Linked DNA regions of Mus musculus: regions 1, 3, 4, 5, 6 and 7 are each linked to region 2. The links are chromatin contacts, called in public HiCAR-type and promoter capture Hi-C maps. All regions are on one chromosome and are shown on one strand. The core of a region is the stretch at or near the end of the contact, and the rest is flanking DNA. Distances in the headings are between cores, read along the strand shown.

Evidence for each region. Promoter capture Hi-C pulls out the DNA fragments that hold promoters and counts their contacts. HiCAR-type assays count read pairs that join an accessible place to other places.
Region 1: a promoter capture Hi-C map of pre-B cells shows a contact between it and region 2, with 3 times the contacts expected there. The contact joins the promoter of Pkn3 here to the promoter of Setx in region 2. A contact is called at or near these places in 1 of 39 promoter capture datasets (pre-B cells), 1 of 484 Hi-C or Micro-C datasets (CD4 T cells) and 1 of 9 other capture datasets (adipose tissue).
Region 3: a HiCAR-type map of astrocytes shows a contact between it and region 2, with 4 times the contacts expected there. The contact joins the promoter of Sptan1 here to the promoter of Setx in region 2. A contact is called at or near these places in 3 of 39 promoter capture datasets (cranial neural crest, liver and pre-B cells), 1 of 484 Hi-C or Micro-C datasets (B cells), 5 of 115 datasets of contacts at active chromatin or transcription factors (the NIH/3T3 cell line, astrocytes, effector CD8 T cells and 2 more) and 1 of 9 other capture datasets (liver).
Region 4: a promoter capture Hi-C map of liver shows a contact between it and region 2, with 2.4 times the contacts expected there. The contact joins the promoter of Cercam here to the promoter of Setx in region 2. A contact is called at or near these places in 4 of 39 promoter capture datasets (the C10 cell line, liver, neural stem cells and 1 more) and 2 of 115 datasets of contacts at active chromatin or transcription factors (astrocytes and kidney).
Region 5: a contact with region 2 is called in a promoter capture Hi-C map of liver, with 2.7 times the contacts expected there. The contact joins the promoter of Gle1 here to the promoter of Setx in region 2. A contact is called at or near these places in 2 of 39 promoter capture datasets (liver and pre-B cells), 1 of 115 datasets of contacts at active chromatin or transcription factors (bone marrow-derived macrophages) and 1 of 9 other capture datasets (liver).
Region 6: a contact with region 2 is called in a promoter capture Hi-C map of liver, with 2.0 times the contacts expected there. The contact joins the promoter of Urm1 here to the promoter of Setx in region 2. A contact is called at or near these places in 5 of 39 promoter capture datasets (the 3T3-L1 cell line, the HPC-7 cell line, cranial neural crest and 1 more) and 5 of 115 datasets of contacts at active chromatin or transcription factors (the NIH/3T3 cell line, astrocytes, embryonic stem cells and 1 more).
Region 7: a contact with region 2 is called in a promoter capture Hi-C map of pre-B cells, with 4 times the contacts expected there. The contact joins the promoter of Odf2 here to the promoter of Setx in region 2. A contact is called at or near these places in 7 of 39 promoter capture datasets (the 3T3-L1 cell line, the C10 cell line, the HPC-7 cell line and 4 more), 1 of 484 Hi-C or Micro-C datasets (embryonic stem cells), 6 of 115 datasets of contacts at active chromatin or transcription factors (astrocytes, embryonic stem cells, kidney and 2 more) and 1 of 9 other capture datasets (liver).

What each region holds. Positions count from the first base shown.
Region 1 is chr2:30,076,161-30,080,035 of GRCm38.p6, forward strand. Pkn3 (protein kinase N3) reads left to right here and starts at 2,538. Exons shown (of 22, transcript NM_153805.2): 1 at 2,538-2,630; 2 at 3,374-3,602; 3 at 3,766-3,875. The coding sequence starts at 2,616.
Region 2 is chr2:29,123,029-29,127,169 of GRCm38.p6, forward strand. It overlaps Setx (senataxin), which reads left to right and starts at 1,964. Exons shown (of 26, transcript NM_198033.2): 1 at 1,964-2,521; 2 at 2,824-2,935; 3 at 3,846-4,035. The coding sequence starts at 3,859.
Region 3 is chr2:29,964,295-29,968,087 of GRCm38.p6, forward strand. Sptan1 (spectrin alpha, non-erythrocytic 1) reads left to right here and starts at 1,266. Exons shown (of 57, transcript NM_001177667.1): 1 at 1,266-1,491.
Region 4 is chr2:29,867,258-29,871,367 of GRCm38.p6, forward strand. It overlaps Cercam (cerebral endothelial cell adhesion molecule), which reads left to right and starts at 2,237. Exons shown (of 12, transcript NM_207298.2): 1 at 2,237-2,468; 2 at 3,766-3,876; 3 at 4,018-4,110. The coding sequence starts at 2,281. It overlaps 2600006K01Rik (a long non-coding RNA gene), which reads right to left and starts at 3,154. Exons shown (of 3, transcript XR_003954007.1): 1 at 2,303-3,154; 2 at 1,315-2,113; 3 at 1,094-1,138.
Region 5 is chr2:29,934,021-29,937,961 of GRCm38.p6, forward strand. Gle1 (GLE1 RNA export mediator (yeast)) reads left to right here and starts at 1,389. Exons shown (of 16, transcript NM_028923.3): 1 at 1,389-1,578; 2 at 1,990-2,217. The coding sequence starts at 1,480.
Region 6 is chr2:29,825,795-29,829,487 of GRCm38.p6, forward strand. It overlaps Urm1 (ubiquitin related modifier 1), which reads left to right and starts at 1,595. Exons shown (of 5, transcript NM_026615.4): 1 at 1,595-1,641. The coding sequence starts at 1,607.
Region 7 is chr2:29,887,781-29,891,716 of GRCm38.p6, forward strand. Odf2 (outer dense fiber of sperm tails 2) reads left to right here and starts at 2,210. Exons shown (of 21, transcript NM_001369060.1): 1 at 2,210-2,431; 2 at 2,986-3,222. The coding sequence starts at 3,191.

The DNA of each region.
Region 1 (3,875 bases), core at 1,288-3,787, 950 kb after region 2:
AGGGCGATACAGAGAAACCCTGTCTCGAAAAAAACCAAACCAAAAAAAAAAAAAAAAAAAATCCTAAGAAGTTTTTTGTTTTTTTTTTTTTTTCTTTTTTTTTTTTTTTTTTTTTAATTTATTTATTATATGTAAGTACACTGTAGCTGTCTTCAGACACTCCAGAAGAGGGCGTCAGATCTTGTTACAGATGGTTGTGAGCCACCATGTGGTTGCTGGGATTTGAACTCTGGACCTTCGGAAGAGCAGTCGGGTGCTCTTACCCACTGAGCCATCTCACCAGCCCCTTTTTTTTTTTTTTTTTTTTTTTTTAGAAGTTTTAACAGTGAAAGTAGCCCTCTGCCTGGGTGTTGTGCCACACACTTTATCCCAGCCAGCACTTGGGAGGCAGAGGGAGGTGAATGGGTAGCTGAGTTTGAAGTCAGCAAATGCTATATGGTGAGTCCCTTTCTCGAACAAAAAGAGCAACCTCAGCAGCCTTCAAACGCACCATCCATCTCCTGCTTCAGCCTTTCTGGTGCTAGGATTGTAACCTTGTGTAGACTGGTTCCAGAGGTAGGTTCCAACTACTGCTACTCATAGGATGCCAAAAATGTTAGAGCCAGCCGGGCGTGGTGGCGCACGCCTTTAATCCCAGCACTCGGGAGGCAGAGGCAGGCGGATTTCTGAGTTCGAGGCCAGCCTGGTCTACAGAGTGAGTTCCAGGACAGCCAGGGCTACACAGAGAAACCCTGTCTCAAAAAAAAACAAAAAACAAAAAAAAAAAAAAAAATGTTAGAGCCAGAATCTCCCCTCAGACCTGTTGTTGTTGGTTGGTTGGTTGGCTGTTTTTTGGTTCTTCGAGACTTGATTTCTCTGTGTAGCCCTTCTTTTTGTCTTGGAACTTGTTCTGTAGATCAGGCTGGCCATGAACTCACAGATCTGACAGCCTCTGCTTCCCAATTGCTGGGATTGAAGGCATGGGTGTGGTGTGCTGGCGTTAACGCCAACCACGGTTCTGTCTGGCCCTCTGCACCAGGCACCATAGGGTCTTCACGACCACACCTGGAGGGCAAACCCCCACCCCCTATGTTCTGGGCAAATCCTACCCACCGGAGAAGTCCTGCCCTCACTCCCAGCCCCTTAAAAACCAACAAGGTTGGTTTGACTGATCTAATCCTTATGCTCACAGCACACAGTTACTGAACTTCCTCCTCAGCCCCTGTGGACATCCTTATGCTAAATCAGAACCTTGACTCCCGCTGAGTCAGAAAATGCGTTTTGCACAAGTCTGAGTTAGTTCGTATCTTATTTGGATCTGGCCATAATTTGGGTCAAGGTTTACTCCGTGACCAGGCCAGGCCCCAGCGCATGCTGCGGGCAAAGCTAGAGCAGAAATGGCCCTCGGCTTTCCCATCTCTAAGAACAGTTGCGGTGCAGAGCGTGACGCTGCTCCCGCGTGGCCGGGAGGGGGCGCTGCTCCCCAGCTCCTGCGGGGCGCGCGAGTCTCCGGAGGGGGCGCCCGACCGCGTGTCCCGCGCCACTTCCCGGGAAGTTTCAAGTTTGAAAGTCAGGCACTGAGACCCGGGCTTCCGGAACCGCAGTGGAGGAGAGGACTGGCGGGCAAGGCGCCATGGAGCCGGAGGGGGCTGTGCGCCAGGTGAACCAAGCGCACGCAGCGACCGTGTTTGCAACTCTGAGCACACGGTGCTCGGATCTTCACACTATTCTGGCCTCTCTGCCTGAGCCCTGGGTTAAGACGCTCTGGTGCCCAGGTCCCCGAAGTGACGGAGATCCAGCCCGGCAGCACGCCTGTTACCGTGGAATATGCCACCGGGGGTGGGGGTGGGGGTAAGATAGGTCAAGTTCCCTAAAATTCGATCTTCTAGAGACTTGCAGGAAGGTGGGAATTTGCCAGGAGCGCAAAGGTTGGAGTATACAGCCTTCCAAGAGGACTGGGGGAGCGGGGAGGGGGTGGGGGGAGCGGAGGGACGGGGAACGGGGACAAGATTGTGCGCGCAGTGGGCGTTGTCCCCAATACACCACACCCACAGGCTAGAACAAGTTGGCCACTAGAGGGATTTGGCTCAGCATTGTGCAAGGAACTCTTGGGTCCAACGAGGGGTCCACAATGTGGAGAGGTTCGGGTTAGATGTGTCACTTAAGCAGGAGAGAGAGATACTGTTCTATGCCAGGACAGTTAAAGGTGAGGTGAGATGTTTATGTAGAAGATAACACCCTAGTGTCAAGTCAGGACTTGAGGGGAAGGTGAAGTGCAGTAGACTGGAGCACCGCAGCCCTCAGGCAGCCTGAAAGGCTGGATCTCACCCCTCCCAGTACCCTTCCTCCGGAGATCCTTCTCGGCCTGTCTAGCTTATACACATTTTCCGATTTCCTGTGAGCCTCCGCCCTGCAGCAGCGGCAGCGAGGTGACTCAGGACCCCGGTGGCCAGCAGGCCCCCAGCTCTGTAAGAGCTTTGTTTGCTCAGGCCTTTGGCTCTGGCCCTCCTGCTTGGGGCAGCCAAAGGATTTCCTGAGCCTCGCCCTTGCCCTCTGACAGTTAAGGCAGGACGATCAACCTAGCTGAGGCCTGGGGCCCCTAAACAGAGTAGCCATTCTTTCATGGGGCTTAGGAGATGGAACACCGAAAGGTAAGGATAAAATAGTGTGGCTTCCAGGATCCTGGGGATAGGAAGGGGGTCAGCAGGAGTTGCTCTGGAATAAGGTCAGCCTCCGAGAAGTTTTCTCTCCCTGCCTTTGATGGTGCCTCTAATCTGGTGAACAGCTGTAGCTCCTGCTTGCCACTTCTGCCACAGCACCTGTCTGCCACACTATGTAAGGCAAAAGAAATAAGTTGTGGTGTTTTGGGCCACTGGCTGTCTCCTGCAGGGGACCTAGAGTGAATTCTTTGCCTACATTACCTCCCAGGTTCCGGTTGCTTCTCAGACCTAGGGAGAGCAGTGTGGCAGGCTGGGAGAAAATGGGATCACACTGTCCCTCGATCCACAGTGGCCACTCCTCTGTGTTGCCTGTGTGAGCAAGCCACCTAACTCTTCTTTCTTTGTTGCTCCTGTATAAAATAGGAATGAGAGCTAAGCATGTGGGTCTGTGTCAGAGCTCTTGTTTAGCACGCTCCAGGCTGTGGCTTCTTTCCCCAGGACCACAAAAGAGCGACTACTACCAAGGAGAAGGGAATTTAGTGTGTTGTTAGAGTGTAAACCTCAGTACCCAGAAGGCACTGGGCGAACCTGGTCTGTTTTCTCTCTCCCTTCTTTGAAAGGGAGACAGGAGCTAGACACTGCAGGGTTCTGAGACACTCTGGGGCTCTGCCTTTTGTATCTGTTCCCTCTTTGCTGTGGAGCAGGGTAGGCTAAGACTTCTCTGCCCTTTGCAGCCTGGGACTGGCCAGAGAGCCCCCAAGGATGAGAAAGAGATGGTCCGCCGAGCCATCCAGAAGGAGCTGAAGATCAAGGAGGGCATGGAGAACATGCGGCGCGTGGCCACAGACCGACGCCACCTGGGTCATGTGCAGCAACTGCTTAGGGCCTCCAACCGCCGCCTGGAGCAGCTGCATGGCGAGCTTCGGGAGCTGCATGCCCAAGTTCTGCTGCCAGCCTCAGCCGGTGAGCGAGGAGTCTGAATAAACCTGGGAACGGGAGACTCACGAACACAATCCTGGCCTTGGCTTTGACCACCCTATATCATCCACATGTTGTCTATACGGAAGGGAAGGGAAAAAGGCAAGCGCTGCTTCCCCGGGGTCTGAACTCTAGCCTTGTGTTGCAGAGCCAGTGACCTCGGAACCCCAGCCGCGGGCGGAGCAGTCCAGGGCTCGGCTCTCGGAGGCTTTACATAGGCAGCTGCAGGTAGAGCTAAAGGTAAAGCAGGGGGCTGAG
Region 2 (4,141 bases), core at 714-3,213:
CTCCTAAGTGCTACTACGACTGAGGGTAAAATCTAAAATCTAATCATGCAAAGTTAAAAGTTTGTTGGACTTGTTCTATTGTTTGTAGAAAAAACAAGGGTGGGAAGATTAAAGAAATAGCCAAGAAGCTTGGATGGAAGTACACATTTTGTGGGCTGCAGAAAATGTCTTCATTTTAATCCACAGAAGTAGCAAAGACCATGTTTATTACTGTTGGTATAAAGGCAAATATACTATTACAAGGAAAACATCTTTGCTAGTCTATACCTTTTTTTGTTTTGTCCTGATTTCATAAGTCAAAACATTTTTGTGCACCTTATAATTATTTTGGAGGGTATCCAGGCCTAAGTTATTCTATAGCAAATCACATGTGTATATATTATTTATATTTTATGTTATATAATTCTAAAAATATAATGTAACGTAATACTTATTTGTAATTATTATATATTTGCTTTTTATTTCATCTTTATGTGTAGGAGTGTTTTGCCTGCTTGTATGTGCACCCATTGCCGGCCCCAGAGAAGGGCATCTGTTCTCATCACTTAGGACCGAAGTTTCAGACAGATGTGAACTGCAATGTGGCGCTAGAAAATTAACTCTGGGTCCTCTGGAAGATCAGTAAGTGTTCCTAACTGCTGAGCTCTCGCTCCAGCGTCAGACTTGTGTTTCTTACACTCAAGAGTAACTTAGCATTTATGTCCTTTCACGAATAAAGCATGGTATATTGCTGAAGTCTGAAATCTGGGTTACGAATTCTGCCAGGATCTGTATCATCAGGGACAAGGAACTGCGGGTAGTTTCTATCATTTCCCCTCATTTCTGAAAATTTCAGTTAGCTATCAAGAGTCTTGTTTAAAAAAAAACTATCATAAATGTGTTACTTTAAAAACCATGCATACATATAGTGCTTCTAGTTTGAAACCACTTTCTGCAACTTTGATTTTGATAGAAACCTTTGACGAAATGAAAAAAAAGGGGGGGGGGAGAAAATAACGGTCAGCTTCAACTGCCGCTTCCTGATTGGCTAAAGCCCCTCTAACGGTCATCTGCTGCCTTATAAACCACACCCCCTTTTCTGGAACGTTCCTTAGAGCTTTACCCTCGTGCTTCAGGCGCTGGCTTCTCATTCTGCGTTAAGGTTCTCCAGGGTAGGAAGGTCTCTGACCCACCTGCCACCTCTAAGAGCCTTGTTCTTTTCTGTGGCGTTGGCAATGGAACCCAGTGTTACAGTGTGACAGGTGAGTGCTCCTGAGTTACTTTCTTGCACACTTTCCTTTAAAAAAAAAAAAAAAAGGAAAAAAAAAAAAAGAAAAAGAAAGAATGTTAACTTTTAATTTTTGGTTAATTTAGGCCTCCAAATCGCTGACCTCCAGGTCTGGAGTTGAAACCTCATCACACCCTTTCCTTTTTAAAAAAAAGAATTATTTTAATTTTAAAATTTTGGTGAATGTAATGTAGGCCTCGAAATCGCTTTCTGTACGAGGCTGGCCTTTGGGCCTGGATGCGCTGGCTTTAAGCCTTCTGAGTACAGGGACCACAGGCTGCCGGGCTTGTAAAGTGATTTGTTTTTTTCCTAAATTCCGTTTTTGAGGAGGAGAGGTTTTGGGCCACCCAACTGTCCTTTGGGAAATCTGACATGACTGTGTTCCATTATCGGAGCCTGTTCTGGGTCGGAAACGGGCAGAGCCCTCGACTTGGGGCGCCCTTGCAGAATCACGCACACATTTTATTGTTTAGGTTTCGGACGGAAACGTGACAGACGTCGCGGACGTTGGGGAGCGGAAGAGCCCAAAGGGAACCAGCAGGTAAGCATCTCCCCGAAGAGGGTCGGGGAAGGGGCGGGGTGAGAAAGGGGGCGGGACGAGGAAAGGGGCGGGGACAGGCTCCTCGGCTAATTTACCGCTCCTTTGGACGGGAGTCCTTGATTGGTCGGACTTACCCCCCTCGTTCCGGAAGTGACGCCACTCAGCGGTCAGGCCGGTTGTTCCCCGCTGCTGCACTTTCCACCTCCCGTCCGCCCCCATGGTCCGCCCCCTTGGTGTACCACAACAAGCCGGCTCTGGCGGGGGCGGGCTGAGGGCGGGGTCCGCTCTCGCGGCAGCGGCGGGTTGGGCGTTGGGCGTCGCCTTGCCCTTCCGTCTGCTGTTCTAGCGGGGGGCATGGAGGTGGGTTAGCGCGCTGCAGCCGGGCCTAGCCGGGGTGAGACGCGCCGCGGACAAGCCGCGAGCGGGCGAACGAGCAGGAGAGGAGAGCGCGTGCGCGGTGAGGGGCGCGCGGCTTACTGCCGTTGGGAACTTGCGCGCGGCCTGCGGGAGCGGGCGCCTGCTGTGACCCTTCTGGAGAGCTGCGTTTGGTGAGAGCGGCGGCTTGCCGCTGCTACCAAGGGCGGGCAGCGCTTGGTGTTTCCTGCAAGCGAGGCCCGCCCCCGGATCTCTGCTGTTCTGGCATCAGCACCGCCGGCCCTGGGCAACGATGTACAGCGAGGACCCTTAGCTTCGGGGCGAGGGAGGCCTCCCGGGTAAGGATCCGACCCTCTGTCCTGGCGTCGCTTCCGCATGGGCACCCGGACGCCCTCCCCGCCGTACCAGGCGTTGCGGTGTGGACAGCCTCCCGTACGCCCACAGCGGATGTGATCAAGTGCCTATTTGGCCCCTGGAGGAGAACAGTCCCTAGGGAAGTTGGGGGGGGGGATCAGTGTTAAGCCGTTCCCCCCAGTAGTGTGTGGATCTAACCTGACCTAGGTAACTCATTAGATGACACAAGGCCCAGGTGAGATGCATAATGTAAGGGACATTTTATCAGTTTTTATTTTAATTTCAGAAATGTTCTTTTTGGGGGCCAAAGTGTGAATCTGTCTGAATGCAGAGCCACATCTCACAGATAAGCCCAGCAATCACAAAGAGCATCACTTCTCTGTAGGACCTTGGTCAAGGTAATTGTCTTATTAAACAATAACTTCTTTTTTAGTTATTTGATAAGTACTAGAGTTAAAAATGTGGCATAGATCCATACCTTGACATGCCCTCTTCTGGTGTGTCTGAAGATAGCTACACTGTACTCATATAAATAAAACAAATCTTTAATTTTTTTTTTAAAATAAGTCTAATGTGTGCAGTAACCTCTGGCAGCATTTTGTTAGGAATTTTTGGAGGTAGGTCAGGTGAGGCAGAGAGATTAGACTTAGTAATTCGGGCAAATGATGAAAGAATAGGAAGACTCAAGAAAGGAGGAGTGCTAGACTCAGATGCAGCAGAGGAGAGGGACAAGGTGATCCTGAGGTTACTGCTCTAGAGATGGAGTTGGTGTCAGCACTCTCAATGGAGCACTTAGTGAAATATTTATTTTTTTAATAATTTACTTTTTATGCATATTGGTGTTTTGCCTGCATGTGTCTGTGTGAGGGTGTCAGATCTCCTGGACTGGTCGTTACCGGGAATTGAACCTGGGACCTCTGGAAGAGCATCCTGTGCTTTTAACCCCTGAGGCATCTCTCCAGCCCATACCTTGTCCTCTAGGCTCCAGATGCCTATACTCCACTTTTTCTGCTGTTCTTCTGGTCATCTCATGGTACTGGCATCTCCAAAACACTGTTCCGCTGTAGCTAGGCTTCACCAATAGCCTCTCATAGGCTCTCTTCATGGTACCAAGCCTCAACTCCTTTGCATGACCCCTACTCTGCTACTGTGCTTCACCTCTGCCTTGCTTTCAGATTTGGGTTTAATCAGTTAAGATGGACCAACAGAGTATTTTGGCTGTGGAGGCAGTTTCTAGATGAAGTAGAAAGTCGTAAAGAGTAAGTCTTGAGTGTTAAATTTTCTGTAAGTGTCCCTTGTTCTTTTTAGCTACAGGTGCAGCATGAGCACATGCTGTTGGTGTACTCCAGGTGGGTCTTCCACCATTGATGTCCTAAAGCGCTATGCATCTAGCACTGGGTCAAGTGAATTTCAGACAGCTGATGAAGACCTCTGCTACTGCTTAGAGTGTGTGGCTGAGTACCACCGAGCCAGAGATGAGGTGCCGTTCTTGCACGAGGTAATTTGCAGTAGCTCTTAAACAGGAAGACAAAGTGGAGCTTACTGTCGGAAGGAAGCATTCAGGGAAATTTGATCCTAACTAAAGTGTTGAAATCTAGTCCCAC
Region 3 (3,793 bases), core at 16-2,515, 840 kb after region 2:
CTCTCCTCTCCAAGGAAAATGACTAGGAATGTTCTTTCACCATCATGCCTACAGTCAGAGTAGCTTAGAAGTCACCTTGCAGATCCTAGGCTCAGCAGAAACCAAAGTGCAGAGGACCAGGAAGCTTGGGACTGGGCCTCATCCCAGTTCTGGAGCAATGCCCAGTTCTTTATAATTATTTAAATAGGAGGGTGGCTTGGTAACCAGGAGGCTGATGCCTGGCAGAGCTGCCTGACTACACAGGAATGAGCTGGGTGCTACTCCAATGGTTGCCACACAGCTGTCACCCAAAATGGAGGAAGGGAAAGAGCTTTTGCAGTAGGGGAGCCTGGCTACAGAGTTTAGTTCAGAGCCAGGCCCTGAAAAGGGTTGTGTATAAGAAAAAAATTACAGAAATTGTGTTTTCCTTTTCTCAGAAGTCTAGCACCCACTTGCTTAACGCTTGTGTTCAAATCTTAGGTTCTCTGATTGCTGCTTCGTGCTTGACCTGGGGAGAGAGCTACCTTCTATGTCATCAGGATGCTAATTTGTAAAATGGGAAAGGCAACATCTACCTTGTAAAATAAGAGCAGAGATTAAAAGCCCAAAGCACGTGCGGTGTCAGCTAAACAGCAAAGTTCAATTAATACTGGGGAAAGAAATAGTAATGTCGTTTATCAACTGGGACGAATACACTCTGTCTACTGGCAACAGGAAGATTGCTGAAGAATTCTCCATATCCTGAAATAAAGTCTTACGCCACAAATCAGTCTTTTTTTTTTTTTTTTTTTTCCCTAACCGGGATTTTTTTCCCTACCACCTCCTCAAACACGGATCCTTATATCATCTTTTTTTTTTTTTTTTGGCCCCATCCCCCACCAGAACAGGCAGACTTGGGTCTTCCAGAGCCAAGCCTCCCCCAGAAAAAGTGCAAAGAGGGAGCCAACATTCCAGTGAGATCATCCGAAAGGGACAGGGCGTCTTTCCGGCCAGGGCAGCAACATCCCCAGCCTGACTGCGGCGGCGGGCCCCGCCCTGCCCTTCGCCGCAGTCTCGGAAGGGCTCCCAGGGCGGAGGGGTGCGGCACAGATTCTCTGCAGGGCGGACTGGGCGGGGCAGGATTGCTCGGGTCCCACGCCGCGGCGGGCGGCTGCGGCGGCTGCTCCGCTCTGTGCCGCGCCCCGCACCCCTCGCAAGCGCGTTCCCGTCCTTTACCCCAACCCCCACCACCCCGCCCCGCAGCTTCGGCTCCTTCCGGACGCGCTCGGTCCTCTCCGTACTGCAGTGGAGCAGCGAGTCCCGCCTCTCGCGTCGCCAACCGGGGCACTTCCCTCACGCTCGCGCTCGGCCGCCGCGGGGGCGCGCGCGGCCGCTTATAAAAGCCACAGTGCGCGCGCGCCGCCGTCACTATCCGCTGCGGAGCGAACGGCGTGAGGCAGGGGCCGCGGCGGCGCATCTTTTTCCTCAGCAGCCCTCAGCGCGGCGACCCACGCCCCTCACCCCCAGGAGCCGGTAAGAAAGGGCGGTGGGCGGGAAGGGAAAGGCCGCGGGAGGCCGAGCACCGGAGCGATGTGGACAGATGAGCTGCGGAGCCTCGCGGGCGGCTCCGTGGGCCCCCGCCGCCGCCTTTTGTGGCGCGTGGGCTGCGGGGCGCGGCAGAGCCGGGCGGCGACCTGGAGTGTCACGGTCCGCCGAAGGTACGCGAAGGCCCCTTCCTGCGCCCGCGGCCCCACCCGTCGCGGCAGGTGGCGGGGGGTGGTCCTCGGCAGCACCCACCCGCGAGCGCCCCCGCACCGCCCGTCGCCCGCAACTGCGGCGCTCGCACCTCTCGGAGCCTCCTGTCTGCAGTGAAGGGCTCGCTGACCTTAATTTCATCCTGTGTGGCGGTCCCGGGCCCTCCGGCCGCAGAAAGGCCTCCTTTTTCTTTCCTGGTAATAAATGTCTTTTCTCTCCAGTGCCGACCTGCTCCAGTATAATAGTTAGATGCGGTGCCGCTTGGTTGGAGGAGATCCAAATCCAATAAATAACTTAATAGCTTACAGCTCTTTTCTTTCTATATAAGACATTAAGTCGAAGGCTTCTGGGTTTTTTGTTTTTTGGGGGTTTTTTTTTGGTCAAATTCTACTGCTGTGCCAGTGTGAAGTGATAGAACAGTCTTTTGTCTGAAGCTATCCCTGCAAATTTGATGAAATGCTTCTCCAGGAAAAATTTGATTTTAAAATCCTCTCAGGTACTAGAATTACACACACACATATGCACACACGCGCGCGCACACACACAAACACACACACACACACACACATCAAGAGGGCTTCTATGTAAGTAAGGGTCGGTGTGTTTTAAATGAATGTCCCAGAAAGGGTGAAATCATTTCGAACTGCTACACTTCATAGGGCTTTGTTGACTTTCATCTCTCTGTTTCTGTCTCTGTCCCTCTCTCTACAGGCTCTTACAGTGTAACTCCAGCTGGCCTGGAATTTGCTGAATAGCTCAGGCCGGCCTCAAACTCAGGATTTTCCTGCCTCAGCCTCTCAGATAATCAGGTTTTTCTATATAGAGACCCAAAACATTTTAAGTCGTTTGTTCTTTACCCTTGGTATTTTCAAAAAGCTAATTATTATGACTGTCAAGGAATACAAGAGAAACCAACCATATGAAGTATTTTAATAATGTGTTCAGAAATTGCGTTGTCATAGCAATTGGACTTAAGTAAAACAGAATGTATCAAAGATGGCAGGGTGGGGGTGTCTTGTAGCCAGGAAACAAGAGCTTAAGAATAGCACTAGCAACAGTGAGTTGCATGAAGCCATTGAGCCAAGGTTCCCACTCATACTAAATGTCTTAGATTTTAAAGGTCAAATTGAAGTCAAAGTTGGAAAAAAAAAATGTGCTGCAGTAGATCCCCTGCAGGAAATTAACAATAAGCCTTTTTTAGTAACTGGGTCATTAATTCCTCAAAGGGACCCTCAAAGTGTGTTGACTGTTATCCAGGGACCTAGATAAAAAGGATGGATTTCAAAGTTTGCCCTATACCAGACAAATGTGAAACAGTTCTTATGATAAACCCAAGGCCTGGAGACATATAGATATGCAATTCTATTCCCTACTTTTGAGACAAGATCTTGACCCGTAGCTCATCCTGAATCTATGTAGTTGGGTATAGCTGGTCTTGAACTCATTGCTCCTGCCAACAAGCCTGGCTGCCACCACCCTGGACTTTTACCCCTCTTAAAAGAAAGGAGGCCTTGTTATATGTCTCAGATCCTGGACTCAAGCTTATTTCTCCACCCTTAGCTTCCAAAGTAGCTGGACCTATGGCAGGCAGGAGCTGCTGCAGCCGGCTTATTCTCTGGTAGTGCCTTTAGCCTTGGCTGTATGCTTTGTAGTAATCTAATACTTGGAGAAATCTGATGTCAAGTAATCTAATGAACAGGTTTAAGCAGGGAGAGTCATATTAAGTGTATCTTTTAGTTCCCTGGATTATAATTTTCTATTATTTTTTTCTTCTCTGCTTTCATCTCAAAGGTGGGGCCTCTACAGATACTGAGAAATGGCTCTTAGGAATAGCTACCCGAGTCTGGTCTGTGGAATGTGCACTAAGGACAGAGGCTCTGAGGGCAGCCTGCCTTTGTTACCAGTGCCCACTGCCTATTGGAGAACTCCAGTCTATGCCTCTTGGTCTGCTGCAGCTCGTCAGCTGTGGCCTTACAGGGGAATGCCATGATCTGATGGCTAATGCTTATTCCAGGAATGCAGAGGTCCGCAGAGCTGGCCAGAGAGCCATCTGGCTGGAACAGCCGTGCAGCGAGTGGCA
Region 4 (4,110 bases), core at 987-3,486, 740 kb after region 2:
TGTTAGCTGACAAATGGGTTCTGGGAATTGGTCCTTTGTAAGAGCAGCCAGTGCCCTTAACCCCTGAGCCATCTCTCCAGTCTCTCCTCTGTCTCAGTACCATGACACTGGTGATTAGGTTTCAGATATGAGTGTTGCAGGGTGGAGGTGGGGTCACAAGCACTCTGACCACAGCACCCCTGTCACTAATAGAGTGGGCAGTGGCTCTGGGTGAGTAGGATGGGGACAGCTTTAGAGAGAATCCACAATGGGGACCAGCAATCCCTGTGCCGGAGACTGCCATGCAAAAGAGAGGACGCTGCCTTCCCCCTTCCCTCCAGGATGTTTTCATGGGCCCTTCTCATTGCAGGACCATTGGCCTGGAAAGAGTCCAACAGGAAGCTGTGACCAAAGCCAGGGTAGAGATCTGAGTCCAGTGTCCAGCCCCCGGGAGACTGTTCATCATCAGGTAAGCGCTTTCGTTGTTGAACCTGCTCCTTCCATCCTCTCTCAATAGAGGGAGTGTGTCCTTCCACTTTCCTAGTGTCCCGAAGAGCTAAAGAGCAGCTCTATCTAGGAAAGCAGACCATTCAGGCAGAGGGAAGGTAGATGGATGCAGAGGCCTGGCTCAGGCTCCCTACCCAGAGAGAGAGAGAGAGCGCGCCTCAAGTGCATTCATGCTCAAGGTCTCCCTGTAGCAAACCTTCACATTAGCCATCATCAGTCAGGTTTTACCTGTGAGAATCAGGAGACTCAGGGAAAGTGACTGTCAGAGATTGGTGACAGATACCCAGCAAGAATATCTTAAGCCCCTTTCCCTCATCCTTTTTTCTCTCCTAAGAGAGGTTGGAGATTCCCTTTCATTCTAACAGAGTCCCAAGATTTGCTCTGTCCCAAAGGAGGCTGTATCTCCTATTTTGGAAGCGGGATGGGTTGCCATCAGAGGTTCTGTGGTGACCCCTAAGTCCTACCCTCAGTCGGAGTGGGCTCTGCTTTATTATTACCATCATTATCATTATTATTTATTTGTTTAAAGACTTATTTATTTATTATATGTAAGTTCACTGTAGCTGTCTTCAGACACTCCAGAAGAGGGCGTCAGATCTTGTTACAGATGGTTGTGAGCCACCATGTGGTTGCTGGGATTTGAACTCCGGACCTTCGGAAGAGCAGTCAGGTGCTCTTACTCACTGAGCCATCTCACCAGCCCTTATTTATGTTTTAATGTTGTTCCCCTTCCCAGTCCTCCCTCCAGGATCTCCCCAATCCCACCTCCCTCCCCTTCGCCTTTAAGAGGGAGCTCAACCACCCACCCACCCGTTGTTCCCTCCTCACCCTTCTAGTATCCTCCTTCTTGGCGCATCAAGCCTCCACAGGACCAAGTGCATCCCCTCCCAAATAACTCTTCTTTCAAAAGAAAAAACAAACACATTGTGTCAAACGAAATGCTCCTCAGAGTCAATGTGATGATGTTGCTTAGGTCTTATTTGGGAAGTTAAAGATGCAATCTTTAATTTTATTGTATTAAAAAGCAATTGAAGCCGGGCGGTGGTGGCGCACGTTTTTAATCCCGCACTTGGGAGGCAGAGGCAGGTGGATTTCTGAGTTCGAGGCCAGCCTGGTCTACAAAGTGAGTTCCAGGATAGCCAGGGCTACACAGAGAAGAAACCCTGTCTCGAAACAAACAAACAAACAAACAAACAAACAAACAAAGCAATTGAAAGAAGGGCTTTGCTTTAAGGGCCGGAGCCTGCGGAGGTGATGCGAGGTCGCGGAAGTGGCCAGATCAGCTGCACTCAGTCCTCTCCCCCAAGCTTGGGCTTGCTCTCCAACTCATCGCGTCATCTGCTGGGTATGTGGAGTTACTGCCTCAGGCCGCCAGAGGGCGTCTCAGATGGAGCAGGGGGCGGGAACCTGGGCTCCTCGCGAAGACTGCAGCCTCCACGGCTGAGAGGCAGAGAGCCGGGAATCCCGGGTGTCAGTATTCCAGGAGTGAGATGAACGCCCATGGTACAAGCGGTCCACCATGGCCCACGGATCCTTCCTTCCGTGCCAACGCCTTCCGAGGTCCACACGGAGAAGGCGGACCCCAGGACGCGTCTGGAGCAGGTGCCTAACCCTGGACCTCTAGGGCCTGGGCGGAGAAGAGGACAGCGGAGCGTACAGGCGCCTAAGAGGGGCGCAGGGGCCCCAAGGCAGTAACCACGCCCCTCTAAGACCCCGCCTCCATGCCCCGCCCATCCCGCCCCCTCCCTACTGTGGTGGGAAACCCGGGGCCCTCCACAGCCACCGAGTCCCGCCATGCACGTTGCGCGGCTCCTACCTCTGCTGCTCCTGTTGGGGCAGCAGCTCCGGGCTGCCAGTGTCACAGAGCCGACGCTACCCACCGTGGTCCTTGCCATCCTGGCCCGCAATGCTGAACACTCTCTGCCCCACTACCTGGGTGCGCTGGAGCGCCTGGACTACCCCCGGGCCAGGCTGGCCCTCTGGTGAGAGATCCAGGGGTGGGTGCATATGGGCATCAAGCCCCAGGACCCAGGAAGGCTTTTGACCTGGAGGCCTCATTACTTCTGCCCAGACACAACCCGAACAAGCTCCTCCCTCCCAGACAGCCCTTCAACAGTATTCCTAGACCCCGCGGGGCAAGAATAGACCTCTGAGGCCAGGGTTCAGCCCAGGGACACTCACCCCTCCTTTGGGCTCCCTACATGTCTCGGGCGTCCCCGGCTTCCCGGGTTTCCCCTGGGTTTCAGTTAGGCCTGTCCTTTCTGACCTAGCCCTTGGGGCTCGGCAGTACATCGCAGTAAAGACCTGTGGTCTGCCTGATGTGCGGTAGAACAGACTGAACCTCTGGAATCCCCTGGGGCCCAGCATAGAAAGGATCAGTCAGACTGGAGGTTTCTAGAGAGCAGGTGGAGGGAACCCTCAGCTCCAGGCGGCATGCTCGGGTGCCCTTCTGAGTGGTACTGCTAAGCTTCTCTGGGTAGAGAGAGGGGCTGGCTGGTTCTGATAGCCAAGGGTGTGGTCTCATGGGACGCTGGGATCAGAGGTTGCAGTACCCTGTCTAAAAAAGTCAAAACAGGGAGGAGCCTGAGCAGAGGCTGGAGATAGAGTACTCCTCACAGCACACCAAAGTTGGGCTGGGGTGGAGCTGTGGCCTGGGGAGGCTGCCCACAGCCACCACACTTGGGGAGTTAGTTAGTTCCCACCCCTGTAAGACTTGACACGTAGTTCTGGGGAATTGGCTTAAAGGAACAGCATCGCCTAAAACCTGGGCTCTTGGCTAAGCCTTCCACCTCCATTACTAGAGCCCCCTCCCCAGCAGAGGGAAAGCTGTGCTCCATGGTAACAGAACTTGGATCACCACTAACACTTCTCAGGGGTTGTCGGAGCATGGTGTGAGCCTAATTACAGCTGGGGGGAGTTAGGTAAGGAGAGAAAGGCAATGACTGTTTTGTCTGATTCTGAGCTGGAAAAGGCCTGATGTGTGGAGCCATGAAGAGGGACGGAAGTGAAGGGACGTGGCAGGTGCAATCTTTAAGCTCAAGGGACTTTTCAAGTGCACTCAGGCCGAGGATGGCTCAGGGGTCAGGGGCTTGCTTGATGTGTACAAGTCTCTGGGTTCAATTCCCACAGTACAATGCACAAAATTAGAAGGACAGACGTGAAGCACAGAGAGGCATGGACCTTGCCTGAGGCTACACAGGACATCCTCCAGCACCTCCACTGGAGCGCACAACTCTGCCCCATCGCTCTCAGGACAGTCATTCTGTGTTGTGCTCACAGGTGTGCCACAGATCACAACATGGACAACACCACAGGGATGCTCCGGGAATGGCTGGCTGCTGTGGGTCGGGACTATGCGACTGTCGTCTGGAAGCCTGAGGAGGAGGCCAGGTGGTTAACCGAGGGCAAGGGTACTGGAAGATGGTGAACAGCTATTCCCCAGGGCACAGCCCCCAGAGCACGCATGTCTATTCTATGCAGAGAACGAGAGGCCCCTCTCTCAAGAGAGCATTTCACCTTTCTCCACTTCAGGTCCTACCCAGATGAACAGGGTCCCAAGCACTGGACCAAAGAACGGCATCAGTTTTTGATGGAGCTGAGGCAGGAAGCACTGGCCTTTGCCAG
Region 5 (3,941 bases), core at 139-2,638, 810 kb after region 2:
TTTGAAACCCCCAAGCCTACACTAACGAACACCTCCACTAGTAAAGACACAATTTTTCCCAAGCAGTTTCAACACCTGGAGACCAGATAGTCAAATCATGAGCCTATGGCGGCCATTCTCATTCAGGTAACTATAGCATCTCAGCCACTCTCACCCAAGTCCAAAATTCCAGAGATTGGCGCTGGAGAGAGTTCACTGGTTAACTACTGGTTGTGCGAGGGGAAGCATCCATCCAGGACACAGAGGAAAGAACCTTGACTTTATCAAGGTGGGCTGGAGAAATGCAGCTAAGGTGCTGACCACATTTGTGGTCACATCCACCAGCAACAGTCCAGCTCCTTTGACATTCGATTCCTCTGGTCTTAGAAGGCACCTACGGTAATCACATGCACATTTTCATACATGTTGAAAATAAATATACCTTTTCCTGAGAGCCAGGGTCCTACCATATAGCTCTGGGTGGCTCAGAACTCATGTAGACCAGCCTTGTCTTCAACTCAGATCCCCTGCCTCTGCCTCTCATGTGCCAAGACTGAAGGCATGCACCACCATGCCTTGGCTCCTACACAATTTCTCAATAAAAAAAAAAAAAAGTTGTCAAATGTAGACCACCACATGCATGTGTGGGTATGTAATTTCGATTCTATTTTCTGAACTAGTGTAAGCTGTGCACCACAGTGTTGAGCTGTAGAACTGTTTGGATTGGGGTCCATTCCTGGGAAGTTTTTTTCCTAGCTAGGCCTTTTCCTGGCTGTCCTGGAACTTACTCTGTAGACCAGGCTGGCCTGGAACTCAAGAGATCTGCTTGCCTCTGCCTCCTGAGTGCTGGGATTTAAGTTATGTAACGCTTCACCCAGATCATTCTTGGGGGACTCTTGTATTAACGTTTGTAAAATATTTTATTAGAAGTCCAAAGATTTTTTTTTTAGTAAAAAAAGTATGTATGTATGTATGTATGTATGTATGTATGTATGTATGTATGATGTGCGTGCGTAGAGTAAAAGTCCACAAAGAGGGCAATGGAACCGTCTGAGTTGGAGTTTCTGTTGTGAGCTATCATGGGGTGTTGGAAAATGAACCAGGCTCCACCACAAGGACAGTAAGGACTGTTAACGCCCGAACAGAAAAAATACTGCTTGTTCTCTTGAGGTTCTTATCCACCTCAAACCGCTGTCACGGACTCATGAGCAGTAGATGGGTCAAAAACCGCAGAGCATCACCCTGGCAATTGTGACTGCGAGAAATTACATTGAGATTCAGATCCACGTAGGCTCGCTAGTTTAGCCTCAATCCCGCATTCTTGCTCTGGCCAGGGGGCGGCGCTCACTAGTGGGCGGGGCGCTGCTGACGGACAGGTTCTGCGACCGTTACGGAGAGGCTGCGCCGGATGTGGGGCGGACACCCCGGAAGCGGAAGGCGGCGCCACCTCGGCGGCGGATTCGAGGGTTTGTTGTCAGTCGTGTCAGCTGGTGACATGCCATGCCGTCCGATGGTCGCTGCTGGGAAACTCTGAGGGCGCTCCGCAACACCAGCAAAGGCCGCCTGCGCTACGACCGCGAGTGGCTGCTGCGCTACGAGGTGAGCGGCGGCCCGCGGCCCGCGTTTAGCAGGCTCCCTAGTGACCGCGGTGGAGGACCGGGAGTGGGAACGGGACGGGACGGGCTGCGATCCTTTTTTTTTTTATCTTCTGTATTAACTTATTTGCTTGGGCCTTCAGCTGTTAAGCATCACATGTAATAATGTCTTATACTTACCAATGGACATACAAATAGGGTTAACCGTGCCGGGCATAGTGGCGCACGCCTTTAATCCCAGCACTTGGGAGGCAGAGGCAGGCAGATTTCTGAGTTCGAGACCAGCCTGGTCTACAGAGTGAGTTCCAGGACAGCCAGGGATGCCCAGAGAAACCCTGCCTCGAAAAACCAAAAAGAGAAAACAACAACAAGAAGAACAAAAACAAATAAATAGGCTTAACCTTCTTCTCTTTAGGATGTTTTGGAAGAATGCATGTCTCTTCCCAAACTGTCTTCTTACTCTGGATGGGTGGTAGATCACATCCTACCCAACACCTCAGGCCACACGCAAGAGAGTGCTCCTTCTTCTGATAATTCACCATCCTCTGGATCTGCATCTGGCTTGTACCAATCCTCACTACTAAAATCTCCTGTCAGAAGTAGCCCACAATCCCCGTCACCCTCATCACCAAATGGAACCCAGGTAAGGCTTAATTTGCTTAAGACAAAAGACTTGTTGGCTGCAAGGTTGAAATGTTTAGTCACATGACAGTGACTTGGGGGAGACGATTTGTTTCCCATATCATCGTATCATCCACTGTTGGTATGCGTGTATGCGCATGTGTGTGGAGGCCAGAAATCAACTTTAGGTCTTGAGTCTCAGAGGCCTCATCTTGGGTTGTGAGGCAAGTGTCCCTCATTGGCCTGGAGCTCATCAATTAGGATTAACTGGCCAGTAGTCCCAGAAATCATCCTGTCTCTTCTTCTCTAGTGCTGGAACTCTTTTTTTTTTTTTTTTTAAGATTTATTTATTTATTATATGTAAGTACACTGTAGCTGTCCTCAGACACTCCAGAAGAGGGAGTCAGATCTCATTATGGATGGTTGTGAGCCACCATGTGGTTGCTGGGATTTGAACTCCTGACCTTCGGAAGAGCAGTCGGGTGCTCTTACCCACTGAGCCATCTCACCAGCCCTAGTGCTGGAACTCTTAAGTGCATGCCACCATGCCATTTTTATAAGGATCATTAGAGTCAAACCTTAGGCCTTCCCTGCTTGTACTTTACCCATTAATCTATCTCCCCAGCACAGAAGAAACACCAGTTTATTAAAGAGAAGCAGTGTAACACCAGGTGTGGTGGTGCACACCTTTAAGTGCAGCACTTGGAAGGCAGAGGCAGGTGGGGTCCTGTGAATTCAAGACCATCCTGGTCTACAGAGCAACTTCTAGGCCAGCCAGGGCTACATAATGAAACTCTGTCTTTAAAACAAACAAACAAACAAAGAAACGAAAGTTTTGTGCTTCTTAGCCTTTTGGGGAAGATGGAATGTAAATGAGTTAGGGCCAGGAATGGGGAGAGAGAGAGAGAGAGAGAGGAACAACATAGCAAAGTTGATGTCATAATACACAGCGTTCCCTGTTGACTGTTCTCATTGGCAGCATGAACCTGGGAGAGCAGGGCGTAAAAAACGAGGAAGACTGATGTCTCATATGATAACTAACTTTACTCAGAGATTCAGATAACTTATACTCTGAGGGAAAAGTCACCTGGGTACTGTATTCAGTCACAAGGACAAGCCACCAGTGGGAAAACGTTTTTCCTTTTTCCTTAGATGAATTTAAATGAATATTAGCCAGTTGTAATGAATAATCTGAATTAAACCCATTCCTATCTGCTACAGGTAGGAGGGGGCAGTGCATATTCTGAGAACACATCTGTGTGTTGAAACTGAGGTCACAAGACTCTTGTTTTCTTGGAGTTTTCTCACAAGTACTTAGAATTCTCGTACAACTCCATTCTTGGGGTTTTTTGTTTGTTTTGGGTTTTTCGAGACAGGGTTTCTCTGTATAGCCCTGGTTGTCCTGGAAATCACTTTGTAGACCAGGCTGTCCTGGAACTCAGAAATCTCCCTGCCTCTGCCTCCCGAGTGCTGGGATCAAAGGCATGCGCCACCACGCCCGGTGTGTACAACTCCATTCTTAGCCTGTATTCTGACACTAAATTATTTTCATTATTGGTGGCTTATAAATTTAATATTGGTTCCAAAGTTGGGTGTGTTAGAGTTTGGACCTCAAGTGTCCCTCAGAGGATTCTGTGTTGAACTTTGTCCCACTTGCGGCAACATTGAAAGGTGCAGCTTTGAGAAAGTAGGTCATTCTCTTCAGAGAGATACATAGACGGGACGGGCCATAATCTCATGGTTTAT
Region 6 (3,693 bases), core at 345-2,844, 700 kb after region 2:
ATAAAAATTTAGAGCCCAGACAGTCCACTTTGGTATTTCTCATATGTATACCACCTGGTACTGTGACCAAACCCAGACCCTTGAGCAGGTGCAAGCACTGTACCATTGGGCTACATCTCCAGTTGACATTTTTCTTATCTTTTTTTTTCTTCATGTTTGTGGATGTGGGTGTATTCCTAAATCATCATTCTCCAATATATATATGATTTATATTTTTCAGTGTACTGTTTTTGTTTTTTGTTTGTTTTTCTAGACAGGGTTTCTCTGTGTAACCCTGGCTGTCCTGGAACTCACTTTGTAGACTAGGCTGGCCTCGAACTCAGAAATCCATCTGCCTCTGCCTCCCAAGTGCTGGGATTTAAGGCATGTGCCACCACCATCCGGTTCAGTGTACTGGTTTTTGCCTGAATATATGTAACTGGAACTGGAGTTAAAGTTGAGGACTGCCATGTGGGTGCTGGGAACCAACCCTGGGTTCTCTAGAATAGTAGCTAGTGCTATTAACCTCTGGGCCATCTCTGTAGTCCACTATTTTATGTATTGAGGCAGGGTCTTTCTGGAACTCAGAGCTTGCTCATTGGCTAGTGTAGGTTGCCAGCTTGCCCTGAGGAAGCCATCGTCACCTCCCTAGCTCTGGTATTGCCATGCTAACCATCATTTCACTTGGGTTGGGGATCTTATCTTTGATCTTTACACTTGCCCAGCAAGTACTTTATCAGATGAGCCATCTCCACAGCCCTAGCGTTTTTTTCACAAATCTCTATAATTCTAATTTTCTAACATCGGAAAATTTATTTCAGTTTAGGATTTCACATTTATTAGCATGGTTTGTACATTTGATTACGGCTGTCTCCCCGTCTCCCTGCTACACGGAGAGACCTAGAGACAAGAACTTCAGTTACAGCCGTTATTACTGACTCTCCACAGGACCAATCTGCCAGACACATTGTTAACTCAGTAACCGTGGAGTAGAAGACATACAATTCATCATCTGACACAGATGTTTGCATAGTAAGATGGCAGCTCCGGAGAGAGACAACAGGGTCAGAAACAAGAATTTGGAGTTACCTCGTTTTACTCCCTTAAGCGATGTTAGCTGGGTTGACAGGGTTCTTGTTTGTGGGTTCTTTGTTGTTTTTGGTTTTGTTTTGTTTTTGAACCCTGGGTGTCCTGTAATTCCCTACGTAGATCAGGCTGGCCTGGCACTCACATAATCCACCGTCTCTGCCTTTCTGAGGGCTAGGATTAACGGCGTGTGCCACCATGCGTGGCTTAAAAACAGATTTGTAGCCAATGAAAGATCAACAGTACGTGGCTCACAATCATGTCATCGGATGCTGATGAATTTCCCCTTAGACGTCTTTCTTCAGGAAGTCCCTTCCTGCTCGGTTTTTTTTTTTTTTTTTTTGGCCAGGTCCGCAAATAATGTAGACAATCAATTCCGCAGCCCACTGAGCGGGTGCCTTCGTCCAATAGCTGAGCAGTAACGAACGGATTTCGCCCCACCCCGTACCGCCTCTTCCGTTTACGCTTCCTGGTGGCGACCGGAAATAAACGGGCGCTCCGGAAGTTAAAGGGCGTGTCCTGCTAGTTTGGTTTCCTAAACATGGCGGCGCCCTTATGTGTGAAGGTGGAGTTCGGGTGAGTGAGATCTGGGGCGCCTTGGGGATGGAGCGAAGCCATAAGGCTCGGAATTCCGGACCTCTCTTGGCCTGCCGAGGCTGTGTCGCCCTCCGAGAGCCGGGATAATCCCCTGGCCTCTGACTGACGCGGTCTCTGTGGGTGACGAGGCCGTGAGTCCGAGAGTTGAGGCGCACACACGGGTAGGGAGATGCGTTTGGAATCCTTCGCCTTGCTCTGTATCATGTAGGACTGGGAGGCATTGACAGTGAGCAGGCGGTCTTCCGGCATGTTTCACCCGTGCCATTCCGAGCCCGACTCGCCTTGTCTGGTTTTTGAGCTTCTAAGGGGAGCGCACGAGTAGAGACGAACCCTGCTGAATAATCTCAGTTCTGTCTTCCCGCCTAGTGCCTTCCTAGGGGAAGTCTTGGCCAAGACAGGACCTTCCTCTTTCTCAAACCTTGTGTGTGTGTGTGTGTGTGTGTGTGTTTTCGAGACAGGGGTCCTCTCTGTTTGGCTGTCCTGGAACTCACTCTGTAGATCAGGCTGACCTCGAACACAGAAATCCGCCTGTCTCTGCCTCCCAAGTCCTGGGATTAAAGGCGTGGGCCACCACCGCCCGGCATACCTTGGAGTTTTAATTAGATTTTAATCTTTTGCAAAGTAGTTTGGTAAGTGTCTTCTGCAGAGTCCAGAGGAGCTACCGGGGTAAATAAGCTGCCACGGAGGGAGTGACTAACATTGGTAGTATATTATCCTTACTGTGAAAAGGTTCAGAATCCGGGTACACATCACTACTTGAAGGAACACGGGGAAAAGTGAAGATTGTCTCAAATCACCATTGTGTTCTTCCAACACACAGAATGCTTGTCATGGTTTCAAAACCTGCAGAAGACAGACTTCTTCGGAAGCTGAGAACAAAGAACTGAGGCTTCTAGAGATGGGTGGTTGGTTTCTAGAATCTTATGGAAAAGCTAGGGGTGTGTGTGTGTTTGTGTGTGTGTGTGTAGATGAAGAAGCCAAGGTTGAAGTGAAGGGAAACTCAAGGGTAGAGAGAGATGTAAAATTCCTTCCAAATGCCTTTCTTCGCCTTGGATGCCCCCCATTCCTTTCATGTTGTCCCTTCACTAGGCAGTTCATTCACCAGTCATTTATTGAGTGCCTACCATGTGCCAGGCAGTGAGCCAGACACCAAGGATACAAAGATAAATAGCACTCTGTCTAGTCCCTGCAGTGTTCAGCATTTCTGTCCCTTGGAAGGGAGTAGTCTCATGAATGTTAAGTGCAGTTTAATTGATGATATTGTCTTGCTGCTTGGATCCAATTAGGTTGGTCTGGCTTCCTGACTGCTTTACCTCTTCGAACCTTAGCCCAGCTAACACGGTATCCTCCCACCTCCCAAACTGGGCTATGAGGGGACTTCCTGATGCCTTGACCAGCTTCAGCAGAACTGAGAAGGAAGAAGTTACAGGCTCTCAGTGTTAATGTCTGTTGGTAGCCAACTTGCCTTTCATTCTCACTGAGACGTGGTATTTACTCAGCAGAGATGTGATCTTTCTGCCAGATACTGTGCTGGCAACAGTAAGGACGTCATCAAGTAAACCAGACCCTTGCCCTCAGAGTTTACAGACCCATACAGTTACTTTTTTTCTAGCCTCTACCTTCTTTGCCTCTCAGAGCAGCCGGACAGGACAACATTCTTTACCCACCTGTGCATCTCCTTCCACACCTCCCCAGATATGTGACCCATCAGAATTGCAGCTTCTTGGGGCATGGTGGCTCATGTCTGTTATCCCAGCATTTGGAATGCAGGAGCAGTTGGATCTTTGTAATTTTGAAGCTAGGCTGGGTACATAGGAAAAACTTTCCATAAATAAATAATAATAATAATAAATAATAATAATAAATAAATGTGCTTACCAAACCCAGAAATCCCTCTGTCCTCCTATTTTGATGTTGTTTGGAGACAGGAGCTCATGATACAGCTCAGACTCACCTCGAGCTTTCTATGTTAGCTGAAGCTGGCCTTGAACTCTTGGTCCTCCTGCTTCCTGAGTACTGAGATTACAGGTG
Region 7 (3,936 bases), core at 960-3,459, 760 kb after region 2:
CATGAGCAACAATTCCATTTGGAAGTAGCAAAAGGATATTTCATTATTTTAACTAAATCGAAAAGTCTTGCTATGTAGACCACGCTGGCTTCAAACTCCTGACCAAATCAACTTGTCTCAGCCTCCTGATAGAATTCTGAGATTATAGCTATGTACCATCGTGTTTACAAAGGAGACACTTTACAGACATGTTTGAGCTGCACCTTGAAGCAGGTTGTTTATCTTAGGCAGCAAGAAGCACACATACATCTGAAGGCAGACCAGAAGGGCAGCTAAGGGTGGGAAAGTGTGTAGATATTAAGGGAATTTCATTTGGTAGATTTTTTCTCTATGAAATAGGGAACTTGATGTATGGAATGCAGAAGAGACAAAAGTTTGGAAAAGCCTCTGTTGGTAATTGTCTAGAGAGAACTGCTGGACAGAGTGGAGACAATGATTCGTGGAGATTATAACACGCACGTGTTACTGAAAATTGAATCTAGGATTTTGCTCAGGTCAGGCAAGGGTTCTAACTCGGAGTTCCTGTCCCCAGCTGTATGCTCTTGCGGAACCTCAGGATGGTAGAGATAGGTAGGACTGAGGGATACAGACTGGCCTTCAACTAACTCATGGCCATCTCCCTCCTTCATTGAGATTACTGGCATGAAAAAAAGAAGAAGAAGAAGAAAGAAGAAAGAAGAAAGAAGAAAGAAGAAAGAAAGAAGGAAGAAGGAAGAAGGAAGAAGAAAGAAAGAAGAAGAAGAAGAAGAAGAAGAAGAAGAAGAAGAAGAAGAAGAGGAGAAGAAGAAGGAAGAAGAAAGAAAGAAGAAGAAGAAGAAGAAGAAGAAGAAGAAGAAGAAGAAGAAGAAGAAGGAAGAAGAAAGAAGAAGAAGAAGAAGAAGAAGAAGAAGAAGAAGAAGAAGAAGAAGAAGAAGGAAGAAGAAAGAAGAAGGAAGAAGAAAGAAGAAGAAGAAGAAGAAGAAGAAGAAGAAGAAGAAGAAGAAGAAGAAGAAGGAAGAAGAAGGAGAAGGAGAAGGAGAAGGAGAAGGAGAAGGAGAAGGAGAAGGAGAAGGAGAAGGAGAAGGAGAAGGAGAAGGAGAAGGAGAAGAAGAAGAAGAAGAAGAAGAAAGGCTCGGCTTGCTGGTGTACTCCTATAACCCCAGCAAGCAGCAGAGATAGGCAGATTTCTGCTCAAACGCAGCAAGTTCCAGGCCAGCCAGGGTTGCACGCACAAAATGAACCGTCAAGGGTTGACGAACAAATATGACATGGTAAGACTGCCCTGCCGGCTGTGGAGGTGGGAAGGTAGTTCACGCTCCAGGGAGGAGCTGGTGGGAGCACAACTACTGTGTTGGAGTTAAGGTGTCAAGGAAATGAGGTCTACCCAGCCCGGAGGTTGTTAAAGTCTCCCAGAATCCAGGGCGGGAACGTGAGCCTCGTGACAGTCCCCCACGATTGGCTAACAGGGAAGCATAGTTGAGAAGATGGCGGCTCAGCAGAGAGAACCTCAGCAGAGCAGGTCCGTATAGAAGCGGCGTACGGTGTGCGGGAGGGCGGCAGGGGCGTGGGGAGTGCGGCCTCTTCCTTCGGTTTGGGGCGTGTGGGAGAGGGGTACAGTTTGTGGAGTGTGCACAAGTTGTCTGCACTGAGCGGCCGAGGCATAGGAATGGCTTTCCAGAAGCCCCAGCCTGTCGCTTGTACAGACGCCCTCTGCGTCCAGCTTCCTCCTGTGTTTCGAGGGGAGCGCGTTAGGGTTCAGGATTCAGGAGGACCAGGGCAAAATGGCGGAGGGGACTCGGTGGCCTGAACGGTGGGGCAAGACCAGGCCGGCTGGCGCGGGAGGCGTCGCGTGTCTCCCTGACGACGGGGCGGTGGACAGGCCTCGTGACCCAGAAGTGGGCGGAGCGTCCCCGTGTGGGGCGGGGCATCTCTGTGACGCTGGGGGCTGGGCCTAAATGGCGAAACCCGAGAGGCTCCGGGGGGGGTTTGAACTGGCCAATGGGCGAGCTGCCGACCGGTTGTCGGAAAAGGAGGCGGAAGCGGGGAGGAGCCGCCGCGGGAGCCGGACTGCATCCGCCGCGGCGTCTCCATGGCACGACCCTGGCCTCCGACTTCAACGACTTCATAAGGAGACGGTTCTGGGCGCAGCCGTGCCGCTCTTGGTGAGAGGCCACGCGGCGGGGCAGGGCGTAGAGTGCCGCGGGTTCAAGCCCCGCGCTCCCGGGGCTGGCTCGACCGGGCACCGTCCCCGAGTCTAGGCGCGCTCCTTCCTGCGTCCGAACCCGGCCCGCCCCGCTCCTCGTTGGGCGCGGGCCCTTCCTCCTCCCGCTAACGGGCGGGCCGGCCGCCTCCGTCCTCTCCGGGCCATCGGCAGCGCTCTTTCCCTCCTCTGCTGTCCTCGGGCAGGGCTGCGCCCTTCTATGGGCAGAACCCCGTCCCCTCTTGCCCGCTGGTGGGTGGCCGTGCGCCCCATCCTCCCCGGAGGCCACCCCTGCTCTCTGCGGACTGGGCCGCAGCAGTTACATGCGCTCGGGGTGGGCAGGCCTCCGGGGACCCTCCAGACCAGCTCCAGGGATGTGGGTGATCCAGGAGCGGTCTGGCTCTCCATGCCGCCCCGCCTAGGCCGCCGCTCCACCCCTTCCATCTATTGGTTCTCCCTGGTAGCTATTCTGCCGGGAACGCCCCTTCACCTAGGAGACAGTTGCCCAGGCACTGTCCCGAAGATCCCTCCAGCTCCCTGTGCGGGTTCCCGCCCCTGGGGGGCCCACTTGGGGCCTAGCAGTTCTCACCTTCTTCGCACTCCAGGCAGCCCTCAGGTTTAAACCCTAGTAGCCGTCGGCCCGCTATTCTTCCCGGGTGGGGTCTGGGCATGCTGGTCGTTGTCCTCCTTTCAGTGACGTGGCCCCTCACTGTCCTGCCGCGCCCTCCACCTGCCTCCTGGCGGCGCACTCGGCACCCCGCAGGTCGCTCAGCCTCTCCTGTCTCCCTCCCTCCCCACTTTGGCAGGACAGTTGCTGTGCGACTTGGACAGTAGAGGAGCGCCTCCCAAGTTTTCATCCAACTGCCACCCCCAAAGCTTCCACCCTCCTCCCCTCAGAGAGAGGACGTTTGATGCCCGGCCCCTGAGATTCTCATTGGCCAGCCCCTCTGGGTCCCCCTGAGCAGAGCCTGCCGACCCAATTGCCCATCTTTGCGGCTTTGATGCTTAACCATGTCTGCCTCATCCTCAGGCGGCTCCCCCAGGTACAGCCAATGTGGGGGGCGCCTTTGCAGTAGGGCAGGGAAAGGTGGTCAGGGCTCCCCAGGCCAGGCTCAATGGAAACTTTTTTTTAGTTTCCCAGGTACTGAAAGTCTGGACCCAAAACACTTGAAAGTGACTTTGAAAGGGGAGGAGTAAAGACTCCCCTCCCCCGCCTACAGCTTACTAGTAGCAAACAAGATCACTCTTAATGCTTTGAGTTCAGCTTGGCTTCAGACTCACTAGGTAGTCAAGGTTGTGCTTGAATTCCCGATTCTCCTTTCTCCACGTCCCATGTGGTGGCTTAAAAGCGTTTCCCACCATGGCACCTCTAAACTAGTGTTAAAGTGAGCAGAGATATTATAAGTAAGTAGAAGGGGGGAAAACTTGAGGTTCTACTTTGAACAGTCTTCTTCCGAGTGGCCGTCCGGCTCGCTCAGTAGTTGTTTGTGAGCCGAGCAGAGTGCAGACCATGGTGCTGTTGCTTTAGGTTTCAGTCTTCCCCCTGAAGAGCTGGTGAGGTCGGCAGAAGGCTATCTGGGAACTGTGAGGAGGCAGTGGGCTAGGTTAGCTTTAACCATTGCAGACCGTTCTCCCCCAGCCGGGACTCTGGCTGGACTGCTGGTCTGGAGCACAGTATTGGCTGTTTTGCACTTGTCGTATTGGGCTGCATATGTACAAGCAAGGCTCTGGTGTGGGCAGTGAGTGGACCACGTTGG